2 separate regions of the Triticum aestivum genome follow, and region 2 is linked to region 1. The links are chromatin contacts, called in public Hi-C maps. All regions are on one chromosome and are shown on one strand. The core of a region is the stretch at or near the end of the contact, and the rest is flanking DNA. Distances in the headings are between cores, read along the strand shown.

Region 1 (7,407 bases), core at 3,743-6,242:
TCACCGCGCTCTTCCCCTTCATGGGCGACTTCGTCAACCTCTTCGGCTCCTTCGCGCTCTTCCCGCTCACCTTCATGTTCCCCAGCATGATCATCCTCAAGATCAAAGGGGAGTGCGACGGGAGATGGGGCAGGCTCTGGCACTGGGGCGTCATCGTCGTCTCCTCGGCCGTCGGCCTCGCCACCTCCGCCGCCGCCGTCAGATTGATCCTGCACAACGCCAGCGTCTACCGCTTCTTCGCCGACACCTAGAGCACGACTATCCCGCCGCGCAGGACGGCAGGATGATGATGCAGTGCGTGCGCCCAACCGTGACATAACAGTACTACTAATACCACCACCAGATCATCGTATCCGTGTCAATTCGTGGGCACGTTAGCATGCCAAACGTGACACTAAAATAGCAGTACACATATTAGTAGTAAGTGGTGAACCACCTGCATTGGACGCCATTTGAGCAAGAAGCAACTTGCATTTCGAAACGAAAACCGAAGATAAAATAAAATAAAATAATGCCACTTCCCCTTGGAAGAAGATCACTGCGGGCGGATTTGTACAGACGCATCAATCAATCAATCAAAAAACAAGCATATCCCGGTTGAAACGGCAGCTCAAGAACGAATTCTCTAACCCTCGAGTCAGATCACACATCCATCCATATGTACTCACGTTGCAACTTGCAAGTACCACACACAAAGATCCATCAGCGGCAGTTTCTCGTTTTCTTTTCATTTCTCTTTTTTTGTTGTTTTCGCATGCCAATGGCCCTTGAAAACCTGCATCTGTTTCCTCCGGCTGGAGTTTGGATCATTCCTGGGTGGGTGTAGATACTCGAGACCGGCCCCTGCTCCCGTCTTTGGAGCGGCGGCGGATTCATCGGCCCTGCAGAACTCGACACAGACACAGACCGATGCCTGGCGTAATCTCCGAGAGCCGATCGAGCCCTTCATGGACCGAGCTTTGGAGAGCTTGCAATCCATCGTCGTCCAGTGTGACGCAGGGGTGGTGGTCTCCAGTAACGCCACCCATTCGCAATGATCCAAACCACCACTTGCTAATATAGCTTTATTCTGGTGGTAATTGGACTCCGACAGATTGGACATGACTCCAAAGTCTGTCCACATTCACAGCAGGTCTGCAAAGCAAATGCTTTGTTAGAAATGATGTTGACGCCGACGTTTCAACCCACGCACAAAAAACAGAAAATGATTTCCCAAGAAGCAACAACAAATGCGCTAATCCACTCACCTGGTGTCCACAGCCAAAAGCCATGTCTTTCGGGTTCACAAGGCAGATAGGGCACACCTGCAGATGAGTAATAATAATATGTTAGTAAGACAACCGAGACTGCAAATTTTCTGCATAAGGAAATAGGAAATCCAAGATCAAGCGACATCTGAAATCACGACAGATGAACCTTTTACCTGATTATCATAAGCAGAAGACGGTGCGGCAGGGGCCGCAGTATGTGCTGTTTCATAGGGAGGATACGCTGATGAAGATGTACTAGGCTGAGGTTTACTAAAGCTTTTAGATCCATAGGAATAAGCATCGTGGCTTCCACCAGGGGGAGGCAGAGGAACCCTTTCTGGAGCCTTCATAGAACGACGACTGTTTGCCACAATGATAGAAGTCAGTGCATATTTCAGAATGAATAAAAAAAATAACGAATCAAGCACTTGAAAGGGGTGGGGGAGCATATACCCTAATATTCCTAATTCAACAGTTGCTTTGTACTGTTGTGGTATCTCCATCAAGGCTGAAAGTGCAAACGCTGCCTCTTTTCTTGATTGTGGCATGTTTTTAGACATTATCTCCGAGAAGTTGACAAACTGGGCAAGTAACAGATTCTCAGTGTTACAATGGCGTCAGTCGGTCAAGGTTCAGAAAAGGAAAAACATATGACATCAATCATATCAGATCTTTTATCACTACGTTCCCCTGTGACTTACTTGAAAATTATCAAAAGCCCGGGCAGGAATATTGTCATCAAATTCCTTCATCATGTCCCATGGGCCATCACCAACTCCTACTAACACAATAGATAGCGGCAGTTCACTGCATACAAAAAAACTGAAGCGATGAGCAACATCCATGACATGGGAGGGCAATAAATTTAGTGCACACAATAAAGCAAGTAGTCACTGCAAAAATGAGGGTGAGGTGCACATCACTCTGAACATATCAAAACATTATAACGAAGGTAATATTGAGGACTAACCTGGCCCTCACAATGGCATCAACAGTCTTTTGCTCTTGGGAACTCAGCTGCCCAGATGCAGTATCTACACTCCTTGTGACCTAAGTAAAGTACACAAGTTAACAAGAGAACATAAAGAACATACCAGTTTCGAGGTTTATACAGCAGAGAGAACATGGAAAATATGACAACCGCAAATATCAACTATTTGATCAAGTGCGAAGAGGACAGTTTGACACTAGAGTACAGGGTACATATTTCAGATTAATAAAAGAAGGATACATATCCTGGGAGAATAATTACGATTTCGCAAACACATAAATATCGAGTTGAAGTTCTTCAAAAGTTATACAGCTTTTACCAGATATAGGAGTTTGATCTTCAAATAAAAGTTATATAGCTTTTTACCAGATATAGAAGTTTTCTTCTGTTATATGTTTATTATTATACATAACAGCACTCCAGATATGCATACAGACAAACAGTCATGCCTATGTTAACAGAACAAGAAAAAAAGCATCTTGCAGTTGGAATGCAACAATTCTGAATGAAGCATGTCTAGAATGCCCACTGCTCAGAAGTCAGAACTAGCAACTGTGCAATTACATGTCCCATCAGAAGAGGGGAAAGTGTTAACATAGTACCTGTCCGTCAGCAATTATCAGCAGAACATGGTACTGCCCACCACTTTGCTCCACGATGGTCATAGCCATCTCAATTATTGGTGCAAAAGATGTCGGTCCTGTTCAAAATCAACATTAATACTCAGAACTAACACACCAATCAAACCTACTTGAAAGACAATAGGGTGACTTAAGCTTACCAGCCAAGCGCAAATGTGGAACGAGCTCCCTGTATCGCTCAAGAGCTTCTGAGAATCCATTGCACGGTCTCTCATCAGGGTAAAAACAGAATACGTCTTGGTCATGTGTAGATGCTGAAAAAAGCAAATAAATGGGCATGGTTTAGATAAATCGTCACAGTGGTGAGAAATGATCAACTATTACATGATCTTTACCATCTCCAAATCCGAAGCAGGGAATCAAGTTATCTTCATCAAACTTAGACAATGTCTGTCCAAGAATCGAGATTCCTTGTTCATAAGGATTTGGCACATTGCTAATGTGATGTAAACTACGTCCATGGAAGGAGAATTTGCCTGATAAAGGGAACAAATCATTAGCATCAGGATCGGTGGAACCGATTATTGGGAATAAAGCAAACAGGTGGTTCACAAGCACTAACCTGTCCATTCATTGCTCTTTGTGAAATCAATACCCACGATGAGATTCGAAGACTCGAGTCCAGCTTGAGCTAGAGCATCAGTAACCTGCAAACACATTATCAATTCTTAACTATCCAAATTTTGAAAATCAATTGTTTGTTTATGTGCCTGAATCTTATACTATTGACACTGAAGCCAGTACACAGAAAGAACGCCAGAACCTAACAGAAGTTGGTGAACAAACTTCTGATTGGTAAGCTACTAGTTGCAGTAAGAAATGCAGTGGGCCATACTTGCGAAACCGATAGGAAAGTATGATGCACAGATTTAATCAGGAAAGTGAATCAGTCACTGTCAGGCAAACTGCACCACGCTGTGACAATATACAGGCATCTACTAGTCGATACATTTGGCGACTGAGCATCCCAGAACTTGAGGCGATAGATCATTGCCACTCATGGTCATTATCCTGTTTGAGAAGACCAAGCAACACACACCAACTAGTACAAGCAAACATAATTACCAAGTTGGCAACCACCCAATAAACATGTATAATTCTTGTGGTGAGCTGCGACCAACCAATTTTATTATCGTGTGCGGGAATCATTCATCAACAGTGATTGATGGTTGACCACGAGATTAACTTGTGATCTCGTTCCGATTCGGCGTGAACTCAATTCGGTTGACCAGCTAATGGAGCATATGCTGAACTCTCTAGAAATCTCGAATGGGCTGCAGATTGACCGACTACGAAGCACAAATCGGCGGCGCCACCAACTTCCCAGCAATCCGAAGATGCGAAACCAGGGACTCGGCTACCACGCACGAATTCACTATTCCGATCTACTCAAATCCAGACGAACACTCGCGAAATTGCAGCCGCTGCTTGAACTAATAATAATCCCAACAAACTCGAAATCACACACGGGTACATACCTGCTCCACGGACCGGAAGTCGTCGGCGATCCGCGAGTAGCGCCTGTCGAGGCGCGGCTTGTTGGCCGCTCCCGCCCGCGCCGGCGGCGGCTGCGCGGCGACGGGCGCGGGCTGGTACGCCGGGTACGGCGCGGCGTAGCCCCCCTGCTGCGGCGGCGCGCCGTAGTAGCCGCCCTGCGCGTCCTGGCCGGCGCCGTACGGGTACCCTCCTGCCCCCGGCGGCCCCCACTGCGGCGCCGCCGGCTGCTGGAAGGACGCCGAGTGCGCGTACCTCCCGTTCCCGCTCCCGTCCCCCCGCGACTCGCTCTTCGAATGCCCGCCCCCCATGCCTCTCTCCCGCTCTGTGTCTGTCCCTCCGCCCTCGCCTGAAGAGTAGTAGATGGGTATCTCCGCAGATCAGAACGCGGTGGCGGTGGAGGCGGTGGCTGCTGTAGCAACGGCGGCCGGGAAGACCAGATGGGGACGCGACCGCGGCGACGGCTTGGAGGTTTGTAGAGTCGCGAGGATGCTTCCTGTGTGCTTCGTTCGCCGCCTGCCTCGGCCGGGCCCCGGGGATGCGTCCTGTGCTGGGCTGCTGTTCGCTTGGCTGACGGTGGTTGGAGTTTTGATTTGGCTGGGTGTCTTTTTGGGGGGCGGAGGCCGGAGGATGCGTATATATCCATTTCAAAAAAAAAAAGAAGGAGTATATATCCAGCGGGTCGTGCGGTCCACATCTCCCACACGCCTAGCGGTCACGTGCAAGAAAACCCATCCCGGAGGAAACTGCTCGCCACCTGCCACTGCTCTTGCTCTTGCTACGTGGAATCTTCGCATCGTGATCCTCGAAAGCGAGCCAGCTTTCCGCTCGAATGTTATTTAGGGTAGCTTTCGAAAGATATATAGGCAGCTAGGCAAGTGATAAATGACATCCTTCCTTCTGCGTACAGTGGTCTGTTCACTCTACTGATTTAGGAGTATTTATTTTACAATTATATCAGATTTAAGATGTCTTTTGATTGTTTTTCCTTAAAAATAGTACAGTAATAAAGTGGAGAAAAAATATACTCTGCACGAAATTGTTTGTCGAAATGTCCTTTGTGTATTTGGATTTTGCAGATTAAACATCTGGTACCTCACTGGTTATGCGACCGGAGCACACACGGTTTAGTGTACTACTGAGTCGCACTTAATGGTTTGTAGGGTATGGCAATTTTAAGTTACCAAAGGAGGTTAAATATGCAAGGACACGAGAATAAATGTGTGGTTGTATGGTTAAGAGGGCAATGGTACCCCACAAAAGAAGAAGAGGGTAGTGGTACCTCGGCAGATAAGGAGCAGTGGTACCTCGGCAGACAAGGAGAGGGCAGTGTGCATGTGGTGACATCGTCAATCTCAAAACTTGTGTTGGCTCAGTCTCTTACATGCTCATAAGGGGCAAGGGTGTGATATGTGCATATAGAGGGATGAGTGTAATGTGTGTGCTTGTGTGCGTTTGCCGTCTATATTGTGTTTCTAAAACAAAATATGCGAGGGCACCATGATGACTAACCACCAACTGTACGTGGGCTAGGTTTTCTAGATGGAATCGTTGCTTTTTATTCGAAGACCTCGGATAAATCTGAGATCATAGCATTCCTAATACATCCTAGAAATTTATGAAGCCACGTTCTCAAAAGCTCATTACATCAACCTTCTCTTACTAATTTGCAGACCATCCATCCCATCGCACTTGAACCTGCTAAACGGAGACCTGCAGATTCTTCACCTCTTCTACAAATGGTTCAACCTTGACTTGAGCTTATTGACCATCCCTATGTAGTCCAATTCCAGTACTAGCTCATGGATACTCCCCCCCCCCCAACCTCGACCGACAGGTTCACCACTCGCTGGAAGCATGCAACTCTGCTAGCTCTGTTTCTGTGGTGGACAACAGAAAAAAGTACACTCTGGCGATGAATGAGCCATGATGATCCCGAAGAATTGCACCCCTAGCACCTATGGATCCATCCTTAGATAGCGCTCTGTCTGCATTTGCCATAATCCAACACGCATCTGGGGGAAGCCATCACATGGATTACTTTGTTGGTGTAATCACCTGCTCGAGATAGTGTTCGTCATGCCATTCCTTCACACAAAATGGCACTTTTTTAGCTGCGATGACCGCGTCACATATTTGCCCTCCATCCTTCAACCCCATTCTTGACCATCAATAGTTAGTAGAGTTTCAGCACCGATCATCCAAGGCACCAGCACACCATCTTCTACCACCACGTGTGTCACCGTCCTAGACTTGATGTCATTGGGGGCAATGCCTTACCTTACCCCTCCAATCAACACATTCATTGTCACCATCCCTTTCTCTTCCATCGCCCATCCGAGTGAATGTTGGATCACCACTGTTTCGCTACCTTCTTCTACGTCTACGGTGGTTCCTCCATACAAGATCCACCATCAGCTCCCCTGCCTTTTCTAATGCATGGGTTGTCTCCTCTCACTACTTATCGACCCATCCATAGCTCCACCCCACCGGCCGCCTATGACCGGCATAATTACAGCTTCATCTCGTTGCTCTGTCCTAACTAGCTAGCTACCACCACCATCAGCATGTCCATTGGTCGTACATCTCACTAAATACGGGGACATCCAGTTATTCCTCGGTAATTGCTAACACCCCATACATAACCCTAACCGCTCAAGCCTTTGCCCCTCAACCTATGGCGAGCTCATGTGTGCTAAATGAGAAGAAGAAATAAGAGAAATAATATTCATTTGGTAAGAAATTTGTGTTGCCACAGAATTTAAAAAAACAACCATATGACTATTGGCATAACCCCAAATTTTCATGCTCGAGTCTATGAGAAGAAAAGAAGGGAAGGGGGAGATTTTATGAGAGCATCTTGTGTTGTTTGTGCTTTTCTACGGACATGTTTGTTTTTATCAAGTTGTACTACATGCCTATATCTGATGTTGTTATTTATTTTTATTTTATTATGATACAAGTATGAATTGTTTCCAACATTTTGAACATAATATACACTTTTCCATTTTATAAATATTATAGCTATAGG
Region 2 (6,605 bases), core at 3,033-5,532, 120 kb after region 1:
AGGATGAAGCACCGCTCCACCAAAGAATCCGTCCTCGGTCCCTCGATCACGTGTGTACCTCCAAGAATGACGCCACCAAGGGAGGAGCGATGCCAGAGAGCCGCCGTCATCCGATCATCCGATCTAGGGTTTCCCCCAGAGGTAGCAGAGAGTGGCCTTGAACTTCTCCACGGTGATGCCTTCAAAAAGGGAACGGCGCAAATAGTGCCGCCACCACCGACCTTAGCAGACGCCGAAGGCAAGTTTTCACCCCGATTAGTTCGAAGGGATCCAACTCTCGTGCATGGGCCGCCGTCACCATCAGCACCATCGGGCAGAACCCTGGAGCACCGGCAAATCAGCGAGCCACACGCACCACCACATCCAGATCACCGGCCACGCCGGGCCGCCGCCATCCCCCGCGCCGTCCGGGTCAGAGACGGAGCCGCCGACCGCGCACAGGGACCAGCCGCCAGCGCCCGCCATCGCTTGCCGAGGGCCGCCGCCGCGTGCCCCGAGCGGACTCCCACGCACACCAGGGGAAACTGCCGTCACCCCCAAACCCGCACCGGCGTGCCCCGCCTCCAACACGCCGCCAACCACCGCAACGCTCTGCCAGGAGTAGTATTACTGATCACTATCAGCTGTTGTTTGACTTTCTTTTCTTTTTATGAAACACGCTTCTGTCTGTTTGACCGACTAGAACTACTGTTTTCCATTCTTCTGAAGCTTCTGACTAGAACTACTACTGCCTTACCGTGATGCCACTCTGGACGTCTGTCCGTTCCTTTTTTTTTCCTTGGATGGTGAATCAGTATGCGTAGACACCATAAGCAACATTATTGTTCTTCTTAAGGCATGTTCGGTCCTCCTCCGCTCCACACTCTCGCTCCGGGAGTTGGCGGAGCGCAAGTCAAAAATTCCGGATCGGGGAAATAGGTGCTCTGCAGATTCTCAAATTTGACAGAGCCGGTGGATCACCGAACAACTCCTTATTAGTAAGTTTTAAAGTCTGAAAGAGTGTTCTTCTTTCCTAATAATAATATCGAAAGCGACGCAGAATGTTCAGAATTTTGTCAACGTTTATATATATACTAGTAAATATTAAGTTGGCTGGCTAAGCTAGAGCTCCTCCCATGCATTTGAGTTGTTGGCCGTTGGCTCTTCCCTGGCCGACACGTGTCCCCGGTTTTCTCTATGGGCTCACTTTCTTTTTTTTACACGGTTCACTTCCGTTTTTGTAGTGTGTGTTTAGACTATCTCATGGACCCCGGAAACTGTATGGGTCCCACTTCACCGCTTTATGCTATCGCCTTGATCTGGTGCAGCTGCGTCTCCTTCTCTTTTTCCTCCTCCTTGTTCAGATCCACCCCTCCCTACACATTTGATCGTGTGGCCGTCGAGAGATGCCCGGCCTCTCCCCATGGCAGCAGAGTACTGCATGCCCCCGACCTCGCCCACTCCACTGTGCCTCCCCTGGCTGGCTATGGGAGCCAGTGGCCGCCTGCGTGGATTTCTTGGGATGAGTTGTGCAGCATCATGGCCCCCTTGCACCCGCCCTCCACGCTCTCTCTGCTAATTTCGGGAGGACACTTGTCTATCTAGGAGTGATGTCTCTAGCTTTACAATGTCCAACCCTTTACTATATTGTACAACGTAAAGACGCATTTGTGAGTACTGGGTTCGGTTTCTCTAAGTATTCAATTCAGGCGGGCACTAGTTGGGGAACGTTGGGATAGAAGGCTGGATTTAGTGTGTAGGTTGTTGGAGGTCAATCTGTTTAATAAGCCACAAATATATTCCGATGAAAACTTTCAGTTTCAGGCGTGTTCTTAGTTAAATCTATATATGTGTACTTCATTAATAATGGACGAATCCCTAGTCTATTCATATATGGAAAATTAAGGTGCTTTCAAAAAAAATGTGGTTTGCGCATAAGGGAGTGATTCTGCCCAAGGGTGGAGTGGCAATATTTGCATAGTTCAGCAATTTGATCATGAAATATGTGACCAGACAATTCACATTCAACTTCAACATGACTTGGTTGAGCATCGTGGACTCACATAGGAAACCAATAGTTCTATCTTCTCATTTTCTTCCAATTTATTTGCTACAATTTTAATTCCATTTGGTTGTAAACCATGTGATTTTTATTTATTTAGATGTAAACTATATGACCTATTTCGATGTAGACTATGTGACTTATTAATTTATTCCAATCAAGATTGCATGGCCAAAATAATGTTGGAGTGATGGATACGGGGCGGACGCCTTGCCACCTAAACGGATAAACGACGGACATATTTTGCGTTTGTTTCAGTCAGTCTGTTGGAGTTGCCCTAACGACCGCTCGCTTTTTTCTCACCGAGATCACATGTTTAGCCTATTATAAATCTCAAAGGGTGGTCCCTTGAAATAGTATCTCTCCTTTTTCTTGGGTGGCAGCCATGTGATTCTCGTTTTCTCCACAAAAGAGAGCATGAAAAAAGGGAGAGCTTTGCGGAGCATGTGTGTGTTTGTGCCTTTTGCGTGTGCACAATTTGTTTATACTAGGTTGTACTACATGCCTGCATGTGATGGTGATATTGCATTAAATCCTTCAAAAGTATACATGTAATACTGGGTGAGTAGTAAAATTTGTTTTTTGGTGTTATTTATTGGTCTCACGTGCCGTGCATTGTTGAATGACAAGTTTGTTGCTCAATTCGAGCCTTCACATTCACATCAATTTCTCTTATTATTGACGACCTTACCTAACTCTTAACCAATGGTTGGCTGGGTTCGTTTGTTTTTGTTGACCTAGTATATGTATGTACGGTGGGTGCTACCCACTTTCCTATATATTGTTTCTTCGCGTAAGTTAGTAATTTGATGAGGAACAACCCCATCCAGTTGGATTAGTCTTCTCATTTTATCACGTCCCCAGAATTTTCCTGGGCTCTAATTCTAACGGCACACTCCCTGACCGGCGTGCGCCTGCAAGTTGTGACCGTTGATCCGTCTTGTTGTTCATGGTTTTAAACTTGAACTAATATATACCGTTGCCATTCGGCGTGACTTCGCCGTAGCAGCGCGCAAATTCAACCAAAATAATGTCATTTTCAATTTCAACTTGTGTGACTAGTGGGTTGGTCTCACTCCACAAGTTGCTGTATTTTGCCGAGGAAATATGGAACAGCTAGCCTGTTGTGCTATTGTATGCGCTTGAACTTGCCCGCTCAATGGTCCAACGGACGTCATGGAGCCTCTACGCGTGTGCATCAATGTGACTCCGTAAGCAAGGAATGACAAATAACGCACAATACCGATGGTATATACAACTGTATTTCAAACAGAAAGAGCAAGACAATTAAGTAGAGATGTACACGAACGATGACTTGGTACTCACACGGTGTTAGTCGTCAGCGACGTGCAAACCACATTTTTGTCTCCAAACTACGTGTGTATACGCCAGTCTAGCTAGTCTAGTTTCACATTTTTGCATTCTGGCATGGATAAGGTGGAGAGGTGTGACATATGTATACGCCAGTATAGTGGACAGTAGATATGTATTCCCTCCGTTCGGAATTACTTGTCGTAGAAATGGATGTATCTAGACATTTTTCAGTTCTAGATACATCCATTTATGCGACAAGTAATTCGGAACGGAAGAAGTATGACAGGGACGTGTATACATATAGAAATACTTAGCGCAGAAGGAACCAAGGGCAAGGGGTGTAACTTACCGGTTCCGTATGCCATGCCATTGCAGCAGCCGGGGAGATGAGATGACCGACGAGAGACTACGCTTTTTCATCGTCATCCGCACCGTTCGTCCACCATGATTAGCCAGGTTGGCGCAGCCGTCGCGTATATCTATTGTTGCTCCGTCACTTTTTTGGCTGACGTCGAACCTTATGTTACGTGCTCAACGCAGCTAATAAGACATCTAGTTGGCATCTTCCGGCGCCTTATTTCTTTAATCAGAGAGGCTCAAGGCTAATGCTCCCTTCTAGGAAGCTTAGGGCAGTGGTTACCTTGAGAAGCACGAAGAACAAACGGTAACAACGCTGAAGCCGGCCGCCAAAAAGAGAAGAAAAAACCGAAAAGGAAATCAGAATGCCTTTTCCTACGAAGAGATCAGCGGAGATGTACACGCTTGGAGAAAAGGATTTTGTCATTGGCCCCTACTAGAAGGACGAGGTTGGCAACGAAGGCAAGCCACCGTGAGGTTGCCGCGCGAACGAATAGCATTGGCACGTCGTCTGGGCTCCGGACTGTGTGCGCCGTGCGCCCTACTCCGGCACAAACTCATTTGAACTCGAGGAGTGCTACACATACGACAACTTTTTATCCGATGTTGTACGACATTAGTCAGTCACCCTTGGATCAAGCCATTTCTTTAGGAACAGACGTAGGATCACCATGCCGTATGCAAATACGATGCAGTTAGTCGTACGCAAAGCAATTTCGAACTCATTTTCCCCTGCATTGCCTACGAAGTCACTGCGTGCGTATGTATCGCCGTTGACGCAAGGAAGACACGCGCCGCGGCGCACACTGCTATAATTTGAAACCGGACGACCGCGGGTTTGCTGCAGATTGACGTCCTGGCTCTGCAGGGAGTGTTACCGACCTATCAGCTGCTATTTGACCTTTTCTTTTCGAAAACACGCTTCTGTCTCTGTCTGTCTGACCAGACTTGCTGTTTTCCATTCTTCAGGAGCTTCTGACGAGCGGGTTGCCTTCACATGAATCCCGTCGCATGTTTGCGCGTTTTTCTCTGTCCGAAAAATGATCCAAATCCTTGTTTTACGAAAAAGATTATAAAGGTTCATCGAGAGTACAAAGCATTTTAAACATAATAAAAACTACATTAAAATTCCGAGACCACTGGACTCGTCGCTGTCGCCGCTCCCCTACCGGAGCCGGCTTGACATTTCTTCTTAAAAAAGTGCCTTTTGATGCAAGAATCGCCTTTCCTTGATATCAAACATAATGCATAAGAGGATCCATAAAGAACCATAGGGTTTCCCTAGAAAAACCAAGGTGCATTATCCCAAAATGTTCTATCTTCCTAGAAAAGTGGATTCCTTCCAGAAAAGTTCCAGAAGATGCTAATGATAAACAATTCGCCCGTCCGAAAAAGCTCGTCCCTCAAATGGATGTATCTAGCATAAAGTTAGTGCTAAATACATCCATTTGAGAGACAAGCTTGTGACAAGTTTTTTCCGACGGAGGGAGTATCGTTTAGCAAAATGAAATGCAACATATGCATCCATCTTTTGGCTCGAGAATTTCATGAGATAGAGATATGGTATAAGAAATGGACTATTAGTCTGAAGACAAACTCAAAGAAGAAATGTCGCAATTCGCCTTAGCGCCGCAACTACGAGGACTAAAAAAACCTAACCTAAATTACTAACTGGAATGGAGACACCGGGATTCTCCTCCCCGCCACCAGACGCCGGAGTCGTGGATAGATGGGAGGTGAATCCACAGACTCATCGGTGGAGTTTGGATGGAAAAATTTACCCTAGCCGCCTAGGGTTAGGGGGGGGGGGGGGCGCAAAGCTCCCGAAGCATAGTATACGTTATATCTGGGACATGTACCATCGAACGACCACCACCAACAGAATGAGCCGCCGACGCATCGTTGTCGCCGCCATCTTATCAGAGTCGGCTTGACCTTACCGATGGCAGTTGAGAAGTCCTCGTACATGTGCCCGTAAGGATCAACACTCCAGAGTCACAGTCGTCGCCATTGAACCTTGAATCGACATGAAGCACATGACACCAAATATTGTCGCATGTCGAGAAACTCTAACCTCGCCACACCAAGCAGACGACATGAATAATCTGAATATTCTTGGATTAATCTGTATGTGTCGACACTATCGGCAATATTTTTCTTCCTCTTATTACATCTTAGAGTTTGCAAGAGTATTCGTCTTTTATAATAATATCGTAAGAGACACAGAATGTTGTAAATTTGTCAACGGTGTTTTCTCAAGGCAGCTGCTTTTTACTAGATGACTAAGAGAGCCTTGTTCAGCATGTAGCGCACCTAAGTGCATCTTCAACACCGACCCATATATATTACAAAAAAAGTCTACAATTTTTTTTGGAAAATATTGTATAAGTATTTGAAAATATTGAACAAGTATTTGAAAATGTAATCAAGCATTCAAAAAAAGTTGAACAAGTATTTGAAAAACGCTGAACAAGTATTTGAAAAACATTAAACAAGTATTTGAAAAACGCTGAACAAGTATTTGCACTTTTTTAATGTTGCATTCAGAGAAATGTTGAACAAGTATTTGAAAAATGTTGATCAAGCATTCAAAAAAAATGTTGAACAAGCATTCAAAAAATATTGAACAAGTATTTGAAAAATGTTAATCAAGCGTTCGAAAAATATTGAACATGTATTTGAAAGTTTTTAACAAGGATTTTAAAAAATATTAATCAAGCATTCGAAAAATGTTGAACAAGTATTTAAAAAATGTTGCACAAGTATTTTAAAAAACGTGGACCATGTATATAAAAAAAGTTAAATAAGTGTTTGAAAAATGTTGAACAAGTATTTGGAAACAGGTTGATCATGTATATAAGAATGTAGAATGAAAAACAAAAAGAAACAAAGA

The links. Hi-C and Micro-C count contacts between places; a contact is called where the count stands out from the background.
Region 2: a Hi-C map of leaf shows a contact between it and region 1, with 2.8 times the contacts expected there. The contact joins the enhancer-like site here to the promoter of LOC123071878 in region 1. A contact is called at or near these places in 5 of 5 Hi-C or Micro-C datasets (leaf, root and an unstated tissue) and 1 of 1 datasets of contacts at active chromatin or transcription factors (leaf).

Annotation. Positions count from the first base shown.
Region 1 is chr3B:704,510,257-704,517,663 of IWGSC CS RefSeq v2.1, forward strand. It overlaps LOC123071878 (E3 ubiquitin-protein ligase RGLG2), which reads right to left and starts at 4,993. Exons shown (of 11, transcript XM_044495447.1): 1 at 4,361-4,993; 2 at 3,445-3,529; 3 at 3,218-3,358; 4 at 3,023-3,136; 5 at 2,844-2,941; 6 at 2,221-2,300; 7 at 1,952-2,057; 8 at 1,704-1,831; 9 at 1,424-1,610; 10 at 1,248-1,304; 11 at 469-1,134. The coding sequence starts at 4,687. The coding sequence ends at 1,054. LOC123071879 (probable proline transporter 2) reads left to right here. Exons shown (of 6, transcript XM_044495448.1): 6 at 1-517. The coding sequence ends at 251.
Region 2 is chr3B:704,633,114-704,639,718 of IWGSC CS RefSeq v2.1, forward strand. No RefSeq gene overlaps it. Among protein-coding and RNA genes, the nearest start is that of LOC123071878, 120 kb to the left of the region's middle. Within about 2 kb of position 4,283, at least 3 of the 8 cell types and tissues checked have an H3K27ac peak or open chromatin away from gene starts, as enhancers often do. A contact at or near this core is called in leaf, where this site is marked.